2 separate regions of the Zea mays genome follow, and region 2 is linked to region 1. The links are chromatin contacts, called in public Hi-C maps. All regions are on one chromosome and are shown on one strand. The core of a region is the stretch at or near the end of the contact, and the rest is flanking DNA. Distances in the headings are between cores, read along the strand shown. Region 1 holds the start of LOC100276871. Region 2 holds the start of LOC100275988.

Region 1 (7,778 bases), core at 4,334-6,833:
GGATCTTCAGACGTTTGCTGCCTTGACATCTTATATAGATCAAAAAGTGCACATAAAAGTGAAAGCAAAATCTCAAACTGAAAGCAATAACATTGCCAATAGTTTCGAGTTGGACAATGGACATGTCACTAAAGTACAACCTATAGATTCCACAGGTGATCAAAGTGCTGCTTTCTGTCGAATTGTTATCAATATTGTTTCATTTAATCCTCCTTTGTTCTCGCTGACTTTCTCTAGGGTCATTTGACTTGTGTATTTAGTGTTTAAATGATGAAGGGTAGGTCTGGTGCAGCGGTGATAGCTGTCTTACAGAGTTACCATGTCGTGGATTCGAAGCAGCCTCTCCGCATTTGCGGAGGCAAGGCTTGCTCATGTGGGAGCCTCTGGCACTGGGTTTGCCCTTTTTTATCTAGGTGTCATGGACCTTCGGTTCATGGGGATAGCTGTCTTCTCCGGCGAGGTTATACCCTCTACCGCAGGCTTGGTTCTAGGGTAGCAGCCCTAGGCGCTTGAGAGTCATTGCAAGAGAGAGAGATTGGTTTGATAATATATTCCTTATTCCTTTGTCTCCTGCGTACAGGCCTATATATAGGCCACCGGTTGACCAACTAGGCAACCATTAATTAGGCATGACTAATTGGAATTATCTTCCCTACAATTTAGGTCTATCAATTTAGCCACCAAATCAGTCACTTTCCTTTGCCATGCCTTCCTTACGCGCGCTTTCCTTTGCCATGCCTTCCTTGCGCACGCTGCTGCTAGCGCTCGTGCCTTCCTTGCGCGCGTTGCTGCCAGCGCCCCCTGCGTCCTCTCGCTTTTGGCATGCATAGGTGCGGCCCCACATGAGTGACCGCTCCCTATGATGCCCATGACATGTTTAGATGATATGGTTAGTATAGCTACTATGGGCATGAAGAAGTTTTGTGTATCCACATTAGGTTGTGCTGTCTAGTTATATAAGTTTGCGGGACCATTTCATTTGCATGTTAAGATAAAACCAGTGTTATATTTCCAGGGATAATACATAGGAAACTAATGCCCTCTTGGATATGTTTTGTCGAAACAATGAAGTGTGTAGGCTTTTCTCGGCCAAAAAACGAATGTTTCAGCTGATAACATGATATCTTACTATTGGGTTTCATTTTTTTATTGTAGTTTTTATTTACATGCATCTTTGGTTTGTAGGGCTGGGCCTGTCTGCTGATAGTTCAGCTACTATCAATGTGCCTAAAAATCATCCCAGAGGTATTGATTGCTTCTCAGGTGTCCTCTGCTCCCTCCTAGAGATTGTCGAGCTGCATGTTATCCCATGCTTGTGTTTTTTCATGGTTGGACAAAGTAGGCATGTTATGGTCTCCTTTCTCCTTTCTTGGATTAAAGCTAAGCTAAGCAATTTTTAGTGGTACTGGATAGACAATGTTCTAATCATTTCACTATTTCAGTGACATGGGCTCCATCCACTCGCTACTTTTTTTCTTTGGCTCAATTGAACTTCAAGTGAAAGGGTATTTTGAAAGGTTTCCTTTAACTGAGGATGAAAGGTTCTCTGATATATTGCATCTCAGTGACAAGAAAAAAACAAAATAAATGGTTTCCTTAGAAAATTGTTTGTTTTTGCTTACTGAGTCAAGGTTAATTTTTACACTCAGTTTGTCTGTGATGGAACCTTGCTTGCATAGTTCTAGTATTCTATCCAGTTGATGGGAGTAAAGTCAGTAACCATAGAATAAGAAGGGAGGAACTCCCAGAAAATTACTTTTGCCTATCCAATTAAGATTTAATGTTTAAAGTTGGTCCATAACGGAACCTTCACGGCATGTCTATGCAGCATTATCGGAAGGCTTACCTTCACTCCTTCAGTGTTCTCCTTTTTCTACCTGAGACTTAATTTGGATGTTCATCCAATTTCCCAAATGTTGCATTCACATGAGGATAATATATCTTGTTCAATTTTCATTGCGCTGTACCCTCTTAACTGTATAGTGTTTTGATTTCTATTTAATTTATATCAGATGCGCCAGTTCCTCTTGCAACAAAAATGTATCATTCACAGGGCAACTACCGTCTTCGATTTGAGCTTGGCCAGCTTTATCGCGAATCATGTGTGCAGCATTTGAGTGGCCACACAACTCCAAACGTGTCACATGAGAATGGATTGATGGCATCATCACGGTTTTCTTCTTGTGGCAACTCAGCATTGCCTACTCAGAAGAGCCTTGTTCCTCAAACAAAGGTTTGATGCCACCCTCAGCTCATTGGCAGGATAGTTTTTCATGTTCTCTTACTGATGATGCATTCTGCTATGATGCTTCTCATCAGCCTCTCGCAGACCCTCAGCAATTAGCAGCAAGCAGGCCTAACCAGTCACAAGGAACAAAAACTGATAGAGCAAGTGCACAAGCATCTGCAATTAAAAATGAAGGTTCACGATCCAGATGCAATAAAGCTACCATTCCCCATTCGAGAAACAAAGGTTGGAAATGATCTTTTGCTCTTCCGCTTCATGTAGTATGTGACTTCATTCATTGAGAATTGTTAAGTTGCTATTCAGTTGTGTTAGTTATCTATAACTGGGCCAGGGAACTTATGTAAAGTTAAAGAATATTCCAGTGAAACTATGTTAACTATATATCAACTGGAAGTTCAAAATACAGCTCTATGAGAGAAAATTTACAGTCCATACTTTTGTTCTGTTCTAAGCAAAGTATATTACAGTTTTCAGCTTTGCAAGAGTCCGATTGACCCTGTAGTTACATAGCTTCAGGCATGCAAAAATGGTATCTCATCTTTTTTAGTTTACTGAGGCCCTGTTTGAATACACTATAGCTAATAGTTAGCTGCTAAAAATAGCTTTAGACATCCAAACAGCCCAACTAATAATTCAGCTAATAGTTAACCAACTACTATTTGTTAGCTAGGTAATTCTACTAGTAACTTTTTAGCAGCTAACTATTAGCTCTAGTTCATTCAAATATAGCTTGGATGGCTCCTGCACCACTCTGATGCCTAGGAACCATCTAACGTAAAAAGGATGTGTTGGAGTATTATCTTACTAGTAATTATGTGAAATTTGTTCTCCAGGCAGCAAGAAGACGCAACAGCAACCTAATGGACGTGTTCATGCGATCAAGTTCCCAGTAGAGTAGCCCATTCGTAGGTATGCCCCCTATTGGCTTTACTTTCTTGAACTCGGATCCTGACATAATGAACTTACGCTGATTGATTTCACAGGTAATTTATTGGTTAAGTGGAAGTGTCTCTTCTGGTGAACAGTCTCTTCTTTTCTCCTTTCCAAATGAAATTGGTTATTGTCAGGATTGTTCTAATTTGGACTGTCCCGATCCGAGGTTTTGGTAAGTCAGGATATCTAAAATTCGTGGCATATGTTTTTTTGTTTTTTGACCGGCAATTCACGGCATATGTTATACTGTCGCATAATTAACATGGTTTCGTCTGTTTCCGCCTAGGTTCGCCGGCCATTGGTACTAGAAGCTAACAGCACTAGTTGTAGCACTGACGATGAACTTACCTGTAAATATGGCCACAGAGGCCTTGGCTTCTTCCTGCCGAAGGTCGTGGACCTGATGAACATTTTGAATGTAGCCTTCATCTTTTGGGCATTGAGTTCTAGTTGATTGATGTTTTGTGTTTGATTCTTGCCCTAAGTTTAGCTTTCTAGCCGGCGATTGAACCGTTTTACGGGCTACCGCTGCCAGCTGCCGGTGGATGAGCCCTTCCGTATTCACCTTGCCGGAAAGCTGTCGCTGTTGCTGGGCGTATCGAGGGATGTAGTTGTCGGTTGAGGGCGATTGCGCGGCGGAGTGGTTCACTTTCAATTTATAATTCGTTTAACTTTTTTATATTAAATTTGACTGACCGATCTTACTTAAAAAAATTCATAATTAGTATTACTGTGATATTGTTTAGTATATAATATACTTTAAATATGGTTTTGAAGTTTCATTATTTTCAAAACAAATTGGACAAGTCAAATTTGGCAAAAAAGACAAACGAGTTATAAATTGAGACGGGGGAATTTTGTTGGGGAATGTTTTGCTATCCTTTCACCCTTTGGTGAGCAACTAGCAGCAGCATTGCCCCATCTCATTGTCAGCTACAGTTAGAGAACGAGTTCTATCAAATTTGCTCATTTTTTTAAGAAATGGTATTCGTTAGATCAGTCATACTCTATCATCATCAAGATAGCTTGTAGCAGACGGACCTGTTCTTCTAACCATGAGATCGGAGTTCAAAATCCTTGCTAATATCAACCTGACACATTGCATTTCGTTAAATGCAAATAAAAGATGCCAAAAGATACGGAAACAAGAACATCTCTATCGTTGGATAACGCTGGCGCCGCAGATTGAAGCTACAGAATCGGAAATGTCTGCTTTTGCCGGTGTTATTACAGCACTAGCCATTTCACCTATCTAGCTGATTTCGTACCAAAAAAAAAGTTGGAGGCCATGGCCGTCGGATGAGAGGTAGCAAAAGGTGCAATCGCCGCGAGCAGCAGAAGCCATTGATTACCCATGGATCAGCAGATGCCGGTGATGTCGGCCCTGATCATCTGCAGGACCTCGGGCGGCGCGGCGGCAGCGGTGACCGTGACCACGGCGGCGCCGCCGTGGCCGTGAGGCCCCACCGTGGCCACGAGGACCTCCACCCCGCGGCGGTGGAACGCCTCCAGCACGCGCGTCAGCGAGCCGGGGCTCCGCGCCGGCAGCCGCGCGCAGAAGCACACCGCGCCGACGGCCACGGACACCTCGGGCCGCCGGGCAGCAGCGGCGCCGGCGCCGGCGCCGGCCCCGTGGAGGGGGCTGCGCACCGAGTGGTACGTCTCCAGCACGGCCACCGTGTCCTCCAGGACCTTCACGCGCGCCGCCGCGGCGTCCACGATCTCCTCCTTGCTCGCCGGCTGCGCGCGCCGTCGACGGTTTTGGCAGGAAACGACGTCAAACAAAACACACAAATGGTGAATAGGCAAGAAGCAGGGCCGTCGGGGGCAGGGACTCACCCGGTCGATGGGGAGGTTGGGGAGCATCGCGCCCAGCTCAGCATAGAGCGAGGACAGGGTGCGCCGGTTCGGCCGCGCCCTCGGCCGCCGCTCGCCAGCCGACGGCCCCGCGGTGGCCAGGGACAGGTCGAGCGGAAGCCGTCCTCCTCCTTCTCCAGCCATGGCGGAACGACGGGTGGGTTTCTGCTTCTGCACGACACGAGAGGGAAGGGGACGCGTGGGTTCGTTTGATCTTTGTCTTGGCAGGGAAGAGAGAAGAGAAGACAAGACAAGAAGCGGGTCGTGGTGGTGGCGTGACATGGCGGCCATGTTGGTGTCAGGTGTGCAGTGGGCACGTGACCAAAGTGCCGCAGCAGCTGCTTTGGGTTGGTGGTGGTTAGCCAGGAATGGAAGCTGCAGCTGGGCTGTTGGGGGGCAGCTGCAGAGGTGGGAGACCGGAGGAGTCGCTTGCTTTGGGAAACTGGTCAAGCTCGCCGCTCTGTTAGGTCCTCACAACGGGACAAAACAAACTATGAGAAAGGCTGCGTGCAGCTTGCCTGCTTCCGCCCCCCGCGGTTGTACTCAAAGTCTCAAATGAAATACCTTTTTTTTTTTCTTCCGCTTATCTTATTATTATTACTAGTCAGTTGTCCGTGCGTTGTGACGATATACGAACACCGCTGATAAAAGTATTAGTAGTAATTAATTTTAGATCACTTTATGAGATGTGCTCTCTCGACAGGAAGAAAAGGAGAAAAGACCCATTCATTTTTTATTCATCAATTAGAACAAAGTAGAAGAAGCAACTAAACACCATACATGTTCATATATAAAACACATATATTGTCTAATATCTACACATGTGGTCAACAAGATGTTATTAATCAATTACGAGATTTCCTATGGATACGCGATGTGTCAATACTAATACACCATTTTTCCTAAACACAATGATATAGGGATATGCTATTTTATAAACATTAGTAAAGATTTGTAAATAGTTTATATTGGCTAATTATTGATAATAGTTGTCTTTGGATATTCTGCACCGTGCCCCTGACATAGTAGTCGACGACCTGCTGCAGGGGTAGGCCCTTGTACTCCATGACAGTGGTCATGTCCCACTTGAGCGTGCCTGACGCGGCACACGTGCCGCATGTGTATGTGTTGAACCTGATCAGCGGTGAATCCCGAATGCGCCCGAGCATCTTGCTCATCAACCGTCTGTGGACATGGCCGCCGCACACCCCAATGTCTCTGATGCGTACACACTGATGGGCAACCCATTCATCACCATGCCCGCCTTGTGTACGTTGTCGCTGTCCATGCTGTTCGTGCTACAATTGTCTATTCGCGCTGCATTTGTCCATCCCCATTGGTGGGATGAGGTAGTCGAACTGTGCGAGCGCGAAAAGTAGGAAAAAAGAACAACCATGGTTGATGAGCAAGATGAGGAGTAAGAAAATGATGTGTTCCTCGGCCAAACATCCTATTGATGCATTGAAGGGGAACATGTTATATAAATAATAAATGTAGAAAAGGGAAGAAAAAAAAAGGAAAATCACAACTTGCTTCCATATTCTTTTACTTTTTTACCCTCTTTTTATTCCTAAATTCTGGGTTACCTTCATGCACATGGGCAGTTGGGCTTCCACCGACCACCGTATTGGGATTTTTTTTCTCCCAGAGAAGTTCTCTCTCTGTTCCCGACGCGATCAGCTCAGCTCTTCTTCCACTCCTCGGCGACGCGGTCGGTGCCCGCAAGGTAGGCCTTCTTCCTCCTCTCGGCGCGTGTGCATGCGCACACGATTGCGAAGCAGGCCGCGTACACGGCGTACACGCGCCAGTTGGCGCGGGGTGCGGCCCCTGCCGCGGCGCGGTGGAAGATGGCGACATAGCAGTGCACGCCGGCGGCGAGGCTGACCACCATCTGCGCGAGCCCGAGGGCCTTGGCGGCGTCCCGTTGTCGTCGTCCTCAGGGGAGGTGGTGCCCGAGAAGACGACGACGAGGTCCACCATCTGGAGCACGAGGTAGGCCATGAAGTCGAGTGACTGTGCAGCATGCGTCCAGGCGTAGGCGGCGGGGGAGGCCGCGTGGATGAAGCGCGGCGGCTCCAGCCCCGTGGCGGTCGCGGTGAGCGCGAGCGTCGCAGAGTAGATGGCGAGGTATGCCTGCTCCAGCAGCAGCACGTGGTGGAGGAGCGGCAGGTACGGGCCCATGCGCCACACCAGCACGGTGAGCATGAAGAGCGGCAGCAGCACCGCCGCCCACCGGCCGCCGAGGATCGGGCGCACGCCGTCGGTGATCCCAGCGTTCACCGCGGACAGGTACGCCTTCAAGTGCTGCTAGAGGCGCGCCAGGTCCGGCATCAGCGTCTCTTGCAGCCGACTAGGCAGGTCCCAGAACTCGGAGATGTGGTCGTCGGAGCCTTCCTCTGCCTGCTTGGTCAACACCACGTCCTCCTCAACCTCAACCTCCGCCGCCGACTCCTTGCTGACGACGGTCGCATTGGCTTTTGCCTTGGCGTCGGCAATCACCGGTGCCTTCTTGCCTGATTTGGTCGGCTTGGCACCGGCATCCGCGGTCGAATTGGCCGCCGGCGGTTTCTTCGCCTTCCCAGCCGCGACGACAGCCTCAGATTTGGCGCCCATCTTGGAAACCTTGGTGGACTTTGCCAAATCGTCGTCCTTGCCCTTGGCACGGGGTGTGGGGAGGGGGCAGAACCGTGCACCATGAACGCCTACACTATAGTCTTAAATAGTAGTAGAGAATATACAA
Region 2 (7,330 bases), core at 1,747-4,246, 210 kb after region 1:
GCTAATTCGGTTTTATGCAAAATATATTTGTATACTATTATTAGCAAGATATCGGAAATATTTATGTGCTACATTTTTATTATAGAGGAGTGAGGCGATGAGTGTCATGTAAGTTATAGATTAGAAATCAATTCTAATAATGCATAAAATCATTTCCCACCCTCTACCCCTTGAATTTGAGATATGCTTATATCTGAACTTGGAAAAGTGGTGGAATATCAAATTCCAAACTAAATAAGTTATTTTATTAAATGAATTCTAATTCCTCTAAAATGAAGGGATCCAAACGCCCCGTAATCTTTTTTGAACGAACAAAGTTGCCTTGTTCTTTTTGGCAAATTTTGCCTATGATTAGTACTTGTTGAGCATACAAAGCTATGGGTACCATCTATCACGATGAATGATGAACAGATGGGGGCAGTTTCGCATATTTTAGTGCAACCTGCAAAGATTCCAAAACTGTTGTGACTAAAGAAACGGGCGCCGACCCAGCTCGGTGGTTCATATGGTTTATTTTAAAAATGAACATCTGCCCTCTGGTAGTGAATTTTGCTGGATCCCAAAAGGAGCAGGAGAGGTCCGGCCGTCCAGGGGTGACACTAGCACAGCAAGCGACAGCACATGCCTCAGATCTTGCTCAAGTTAATTAAGGAGCATTTCTTTACCAGTGCTTTACTTCTGTACATCGATGTTGATGTGCTAGCCCAATAGAAAATGCCAGCTTTCTTGTTACAAGCGTATGTTGCCATGTGTTTTCTTGCCTGGTCTGAATGTCCTGCATCATGTCATGGGATTTCAAAACGCATAGCTGGGCTCCACACACTTAAATCTGGATTTTAGACCTGGTTTCAAAAGCTATACTACATCTTGATCCTTGTATATTACTGAACTGATGTCCTAGTTTAGGCATTTCAAAATCCCTGACCAGATCAGTTCCTCAGAAGTTCTGGTGCTAGTTCCTTGCCAGGAGGCAATGCAGTTAATTTTGTAGAAGTTTTTTCAACTCATAGTTTGTCTATATATATATCTATATTTTTCTTAAATATAAAAAAACATAATGTATGATACCTGAAATAGCGACCAGCTTGCTCTCAGTTTAGGTGAACATACTTCATAGGAATCACAGACTTAGATCATGTTACTGATATAATATGTGCGATGTGTTGGCTTCACTATATATGCTGTCTTAATGTACACATTTTAGTATTTATTTTCAATTTCTGAAGGACTTCCCGTCCCAAATCTGTTGTTTGGTTTTGATTTCATTGAACATCCAGCATGAGAGTAGGAGCAGCTTTGAAGTTTTTTTTAGAAAAGGGTATTTGCACTACATGCGCTATGTCAATCTTGTTTCAGTGTCAATTGCCATTCTCTCAATATTGTACTCTATGTTGTTCTGTGCATATGAACAATCCAATTATTTCAGGTCACAAATGTGATTCCAAGCTGGACCTCGGTTTCCTTCCAGAGCCACAGGATGACTTCTGTATCCATCCGCTCAAGACAAAGGTCTCTTGGGTTTAAGATTTGCTGTTCGGTATGCATCATTTCATCCTTTGTTGCTAGCAACAGTTGTTTGGTGGATGAAGCAACAGCCTATTTGTAGTAGCTTTTCGTATTGACAGTTATCTTTATTTGCTAACATCATACGGGATACTATAATTAACTTGAATTCTTTGTATAGTTAGCAAAAAAAAGATGGAATTATTTAGCTATTTGTATAGAAAGTACAAACCACTAGATGGTGTGAAGAGTGTGACCTGGTTCTTGACAGCCATATTGCCTGTTTCTGAGATTGTCAACATGCGCTTACTCCTGATGTGAAGCAGTCACATCTTTTTGAAGACCTGAAATATCATCATTCTCATGTTTATTGATTAGGCTAAGAAAGAGACAGTGGACAAGGTTTGCAGTATAGTGAAGGAGCAGCTGGCTCTTCCCGATGGGACCGCCATCACTGCCGAATCAAAATTCGCTGAACTTGGCGCTGATTCGCTGGATACGGTAATCCCTCTGCATCGAAATCAACGGTAGCTCAAAAACAAAAAAAACAGCAGCACTTTAATTTCGCCAACTTTCTCCTGCAGGTCGAGATTGTGATGGGCCTCGAGGAGGCGTTCAACATAACAGTCGACGAAACAAGCGCACAGGACATCGCAACAGTGCAGGACGCTGCGGACCTTATCGAGAAGCTCATGCTGGAGGCACCTCCAAAGGTCGTCTAGATCCAGCAACCTTGCGATCGACGACCTTGTGTTTGATCTATGTTGTGTGTTAATTTGTTCGTGTTGCCCCATTTGTTCTTTCTTGATGATTCAAGATGAGGTTTTGTATTGGTGTTGCTGAGGTGAATTAGATAGCCCCAAAGGCCACATGAAGCAGATGAGGACAGTTCATTCCACTTTGAATTTGTATGTTGTAACTTGTAGTGCTGCTATAGAGAAACCAATGGACTGTTATGAAGAGTCAATGCAACTGTTGCTTTTTTAGTTTTGGGAAGTCACACACATGAAAGTCTGAATCAGATGCAGTACTAATTGTTGAGCTTGGGGTGCAGATATATGCAAATACCAGGATGTCAGGTGCTTCCCCATGGTATTGTTAATGTTAACCACAAGTCCAGAACCACAAGCGTTAATGAATTTTCAGCTTTGTGGTTGCTCGATCACAACTTGAGTTATAAGCCAGATTAAGGACAGGATTAAGAAGAAAGTTTTTTTAATGAGAGAACCAGTGATAATGGAACACATTAACAATAATTTTACCCATGTGGCAGTTTTTTTACTGTTACCTATAAAATCAACTTTCAGCTGAAAGCTGTAGCATCGGTCACAAACTGTCACAAGAGAACAGTGCCACTCAAATTCGGCAGGATCCAGCACGCAAGGAAGCTTGGAGGATGACACTATGGATTTGGGACAAATGAAATCCACAAATTTTTCCGCTGGAGAGCGCGATCCTCTGAAAAGTATAGACAACTTTTTTCCAAAAAAAAGAAAAGAGGAAAAAAATGTTATCTTCTACCTCCTTAGCTGCTCTTCTCCATGGCCGCCCCCATTATCCTTTCCGTCCGTCGAAGGCGCATCTTTTCCTAGCTCTCCCCAACAACCCTACCCGTTTCCTGGCCTCCGCCTCCGTCCGGGTCGCCTATCCTCCCCGGTGGCATCTCCGCGCCGCCGACGGGGAGCGGGACAACCGCGTGCAGGAGCTGAGGGTGCCCGATTCTTGGCTGACGCCTGCAGGAGCAACGCAGGTTCGGTCCCAACTTGGTCTTTTCTCTGATTTTTTCCACCGATTCTTGTCGCAGCCTCGTCGTGGTTGCTATAGCTGTTCTCCAGTTCTTAGGTACCGGTAAACAATCTAGGGTAGTAGGGTGAACATACTACGCTCATGGGGCAGATTGATGCTTCTCACTTTCAAACGAAATTTGCAGGGGTCATGGTGTAGAATGATAGTATACCGTCACTTCAAACCAAAAATTGCTCCCCGGTTTCCCAATACAGCCTTCAGAATTCATTATTAAAATGCCACTTACATATTTGCCATCGAAGCGTGCATTCTTGTTTGTTTCTTATCAATTTTGCTTAAATGGCAAATCAGAATAGTATGTCAGCTGGCTAAGACACGCGTAAAGGCACAAATACATCTCCCCTTCTCTTTTCTCGGAAAGGGAAGCGATATATTGAAACCATTAACAGTACATCAAGATGATAAAAAGCTTTGAGCTTTGGCTAGGAGACTTCCGGCCTATGCTCATAAAGCGCATACCACATAGCCAAAAAAAAGAAAATAATAATAATAATAATAGTAATAGTAATAGTAGTAGTAGTGATAGTAACAATAACAATGACAATAATAATAGAGCTCAAGCACCATTCTAATGGCCTTCAATCCATAGACTAGATCACCGCCTATGTGCCCAGAAGAAGAAAAGCTTAGCCATTTGCATCAAAAGTTGCAAGCCCGACACAACTTGCTCTTGCAATTATGACAGTTGGAGAACAGCCCGTTTTAAGAGTCATCACGCTATTGAAAACAAAACTTTTTTTTTTGTAGAACTGGTGGGGGAGAACATGAACTTCCCCTTGGTCTGTTCATCCTAGCCTTGCGTGCGTGTACATCAAGGTTTCTAGCAGCCACCCTCTTCATAGCCTTAGTTGTCATGTCCTCATCTGCAGTCAGTTTCAGCACTGGTTGTTCAGATTTATCAACCTGCCTTCCATTTGACATTCCTCTACCTGCAATCAGCAGATTATCATCGACATCCATATTGTTCCATATTTGATCATTGATAGCCTTGATGGAACCGCCAGACTTAACAGGGACTGTTAGGTCTCGGTTTTCCACCTTAGCCCTTGGATCAGTTTGGTGTTCAATTGTTGCTTGATCTCTTGCACCAGTGAAGGTAAAACCGGTGAGATCCATCAAAACCAAGCTATCCTTCTTTGCCACGGGTGCAATTGTTTGTAATGGCACACTCTCAGTGACAGGTTGCAGCTGTTTAGTTGTTGTCTTTGTCTTGTCTTGCCCTAACAGTTTAAGTTTTTGGGTTAAACTGGTTAGTATGTCCATTCTAACATGGTATTAAGGCCAGATGACTCGAGTTTAAATCCTAGCGGAGGCTTCATTTGTTTCTCTGTAGATGCATGTGAGTGGGGATGTTGAAGTGTATAAGTGGATTACCTACCTTATTCCATCAACTTAATCTTTTGAGTTGATCTGGTTAGTGTATCCTAACATGGTAGATCTCAGCAAGGAAGTGCTTGGCGCTTTGAAAAACTCCTTGGCGAACTTGGAGATGCAGTTGGAGCTATAGGTGACCAGATGGGGCGGGCTATATGAGCCGGCACGAGGCACAACCATTTTGCCACGACACAGGCACGACACGATAGTAATCGTGCTTAGGCCGGCACGAGGCCCGTCATGGGTCGTGCTTGGGCTTAGGTATAAGCCCATCGGGCGGCATGGGAACGACCCGTTTACAATAGGCCCATTTAGCCCAATGAGGCCGAGCACGACCCGTTTGTGGTCTGACCTTATTCATCCCAATCTAGCCCACCATATATACAACTATGACCAACTCGTCCCCCACTTTTAAGCTATTTTCGAGTACTGTTGCGAAAAATGGAGAAAACGACAACAAAAATTGAAAAAAACAAGTTATTTTTAAGCTCTGTTACAAGGCAAGCTCTAGGCCGCCCGACACGTCACGATAGCCCGGCAATGAGACGTTTAAAACTAGTCTGACTGTGCTTGGACTTAGACTTCGGTCCATGGACGGGCACATCATGACTCACCATTTATCTGTGCCGTGCCTCGACTCAATTAAATCGGCTCGACCCGGCACGGAAAGAGATAGGAAGGTGGGAATATTTGCGTCTTTATGCGTACCATAACCACACTGATATGCTGCTATGGCTTGCCACAGATAAAATTGACAAGAAACGAAGAAGAATACATGGCATTTTAATAATGGTTTTTGAAGGAGGGACATTCGCAACGGGGACAAAAGGTTAAATATCGCAATTTGCAGGGGTCATGTTCGTGTGTCCAGACTTCAGATACTGGCTGCTCACATTTGCACCCCTTTTGGGGTCATCCCAATGCATTTCTGTGTGACATGGGATGTCTGAATTCACGGTCACATTGCCTGCTACGAATCACAGCGGAACTTACCTCCATTCTTTGCTGACCGCCAGGAATCTGAATGGCTGAGGGAGACACTGCGCAAGTGGCTCGACGACGAGTACTGCCCGGAGCCGGCCAACGTGGACATCAGCAGCACCGCCGCGCGGTCGTATCGCGAATCCCTGATAGCGGGGCAGTCTGACCTGGGAGAGATCTTGCTGAGGATGGTGGGCGACCTGGACAAGCTGTCGTACAGGGAGAGCTTCCACGGCCCCTTCTCGGCCGCCAACGCTGCAGTCCGTTTGATCGCTCAGAGGATGGAGGAGTCACTGCCTGATGAATGACGGTGGTGCGCGACCTGGAGTTTCTATATGGCACGACTTTTGATGAAGTCGTAGGCTATATGTACTTTTGACGATGAACAATTCGATCACCATTCCTCACCGAGGCTGTCGCTGACAGAAAATGGTGAGAATAGGCTCGAGACTTCATTTTTCTGCTGAAATTCGCCAACGTACTATTCTGTTTATGAGCATGTCTTTGAGACGAGCGGTGAAATGCCAACGAGGTGGGTCGACTTAAGGGAGTGCGTGGCCTTCTCTGAAGTAGTTTTGGGTGTGAATTTGCAGTTGACTAGAAATAAAGGGCGCGCTCCGTGGCGCCCTACCCTACGGTGCCAAAACAGATACATGCTATCTTTGTATGTATACAGATCTGATACGTATATAAATACATTGTAGGAATATAAACATATTGTAGAAACACAAATAAATTGTAGGATACAATACGATAATATAATACATATGACACTGACGTAGGTTTCACAATGGTTCTAAAAGACAGTGTATAGACAGTTGCGAAAGGGTGTTCAGTACAGCAATACATAACTCTAACAGTTTGCAGCTTCGAAGACTATACATGTATGGTGCAACAAGCAGATGATCGTTGTACACAAAAGCGCGTTGTAGGCGTTGGTTTGTTGTGCTAGTGCTCAAAAAAGTCTTTGGCACAAACACAACAAGCTACTTAGGTTTAAATATGAAGGGAGAGAAGCACATTCACGTCAAGAAGCAGAGAACTCTAGCGTGGCATGTGCATAGCATCAATGGCGAACCATGATCCAATAGTAACCTGAAACACAGTTGGTGAGAAACATTCACAACAGCAAATTTTTTGGAGTAAGCCATGAATACAAACAAATTGTAGCAATTGACAAAGCAATGTAGAGTGTGGCATGGACTTAAAAATAGCATGCTGACCTAATGTAGTTGATGAAAGGATCACGATGCCCAAGAGGGGGGGGTGAATTGAGCTTTTCTAAAAATCAACACTAATTAAAACCTAAGCAAGAGTCCAACTTCACCCCAACAACTAGCACTAAGAGAATAATACTAGAAATAGAACAATGCTAAGACAATACTTCAAATACTTGCTAAACAAATACACAATGTAAAATGCTTGAATTAAGTGTGAAATGTAAAGCAAGGTTTAGAAGACTCCTCCAATTTTTCCCGAGGTATCGAAGAGTCGGCACTCTCCACTAGTCCTCGTTGGAGCACCTGTGCAAGGGTATCGCTCCCCCTTGGTCCTCACAAGAACCAAGTGCTCACTACGAGATGATCCTTTGCCACTCCGGCGCGGTGGATCCCTCACGGCCGCTTACAAACTTGAGTCGGGTCACAAACAAGATCTCCACGGTGAT

What was found. Hi-C and Micro-C count contacts between places; a contact is called where the count stands out from the background.
Region 2: a contact with region 1 is called in a Hi-C map of leaf, with 4 times the contacts expected there. The contact joins the promoter of LOC100275988 here to the promoter of LOC100276871 in region 1. A contact is called at or near these places in 12 of 25 Hi-C or Micro-C datasets (bundle sheath, ear, endosperm and 3 more).

Annotation. Positions count from the first base shown.
Region 1 is chr10:25,912,462-25,920,239 of Zm-B73-REFERENCE-NAM-5.0, forward strand. LOC100276871 reads right to left here and starts at 5,584. Exons shown (of 2, transcript XM_020544992.2): 1 at 5,021-5,584; 2 at 4,245-4,921. The coding sequence starts at 5,329. The coding sequence ends at 4,541. It overlaps LOC100277005, which reads left to right. Exons shown (of 13, transcript NM_001150680.2): 7 at 39-155; 8 at 1,186-1,245; 9 at 2,013-2,233; 10 at 2,320-2,473; 11 at 3,082-3,157; 12 at 3,232-3,353; 13 at 3,468-3,630. The coding sequence ends at 3,146. It also overlaps the pseudogene LOC103642351.
Region 2 is chr10:26,126,042-26,133,371 of Zm-B73-REFERENCE-NAM-5.0, forward strand. It overlaps LOC100275988, which reads left to right and starts at 2,997. Exons shown (of 2, transcript NM_001371524.1): 1 at 2,997-3,253; 2 at 5,700-6,186. The coding sequence starts at 3,011. The coding sequence ends at 5,972. LOC100284652 reads left to right here. Exons shown (of 4, transcript NM_001157547.2): 2 at 1,427-1,537; 3 at 1,882-2,004; 4 at 2,088-2,535. The coding sequence ends at 2,225.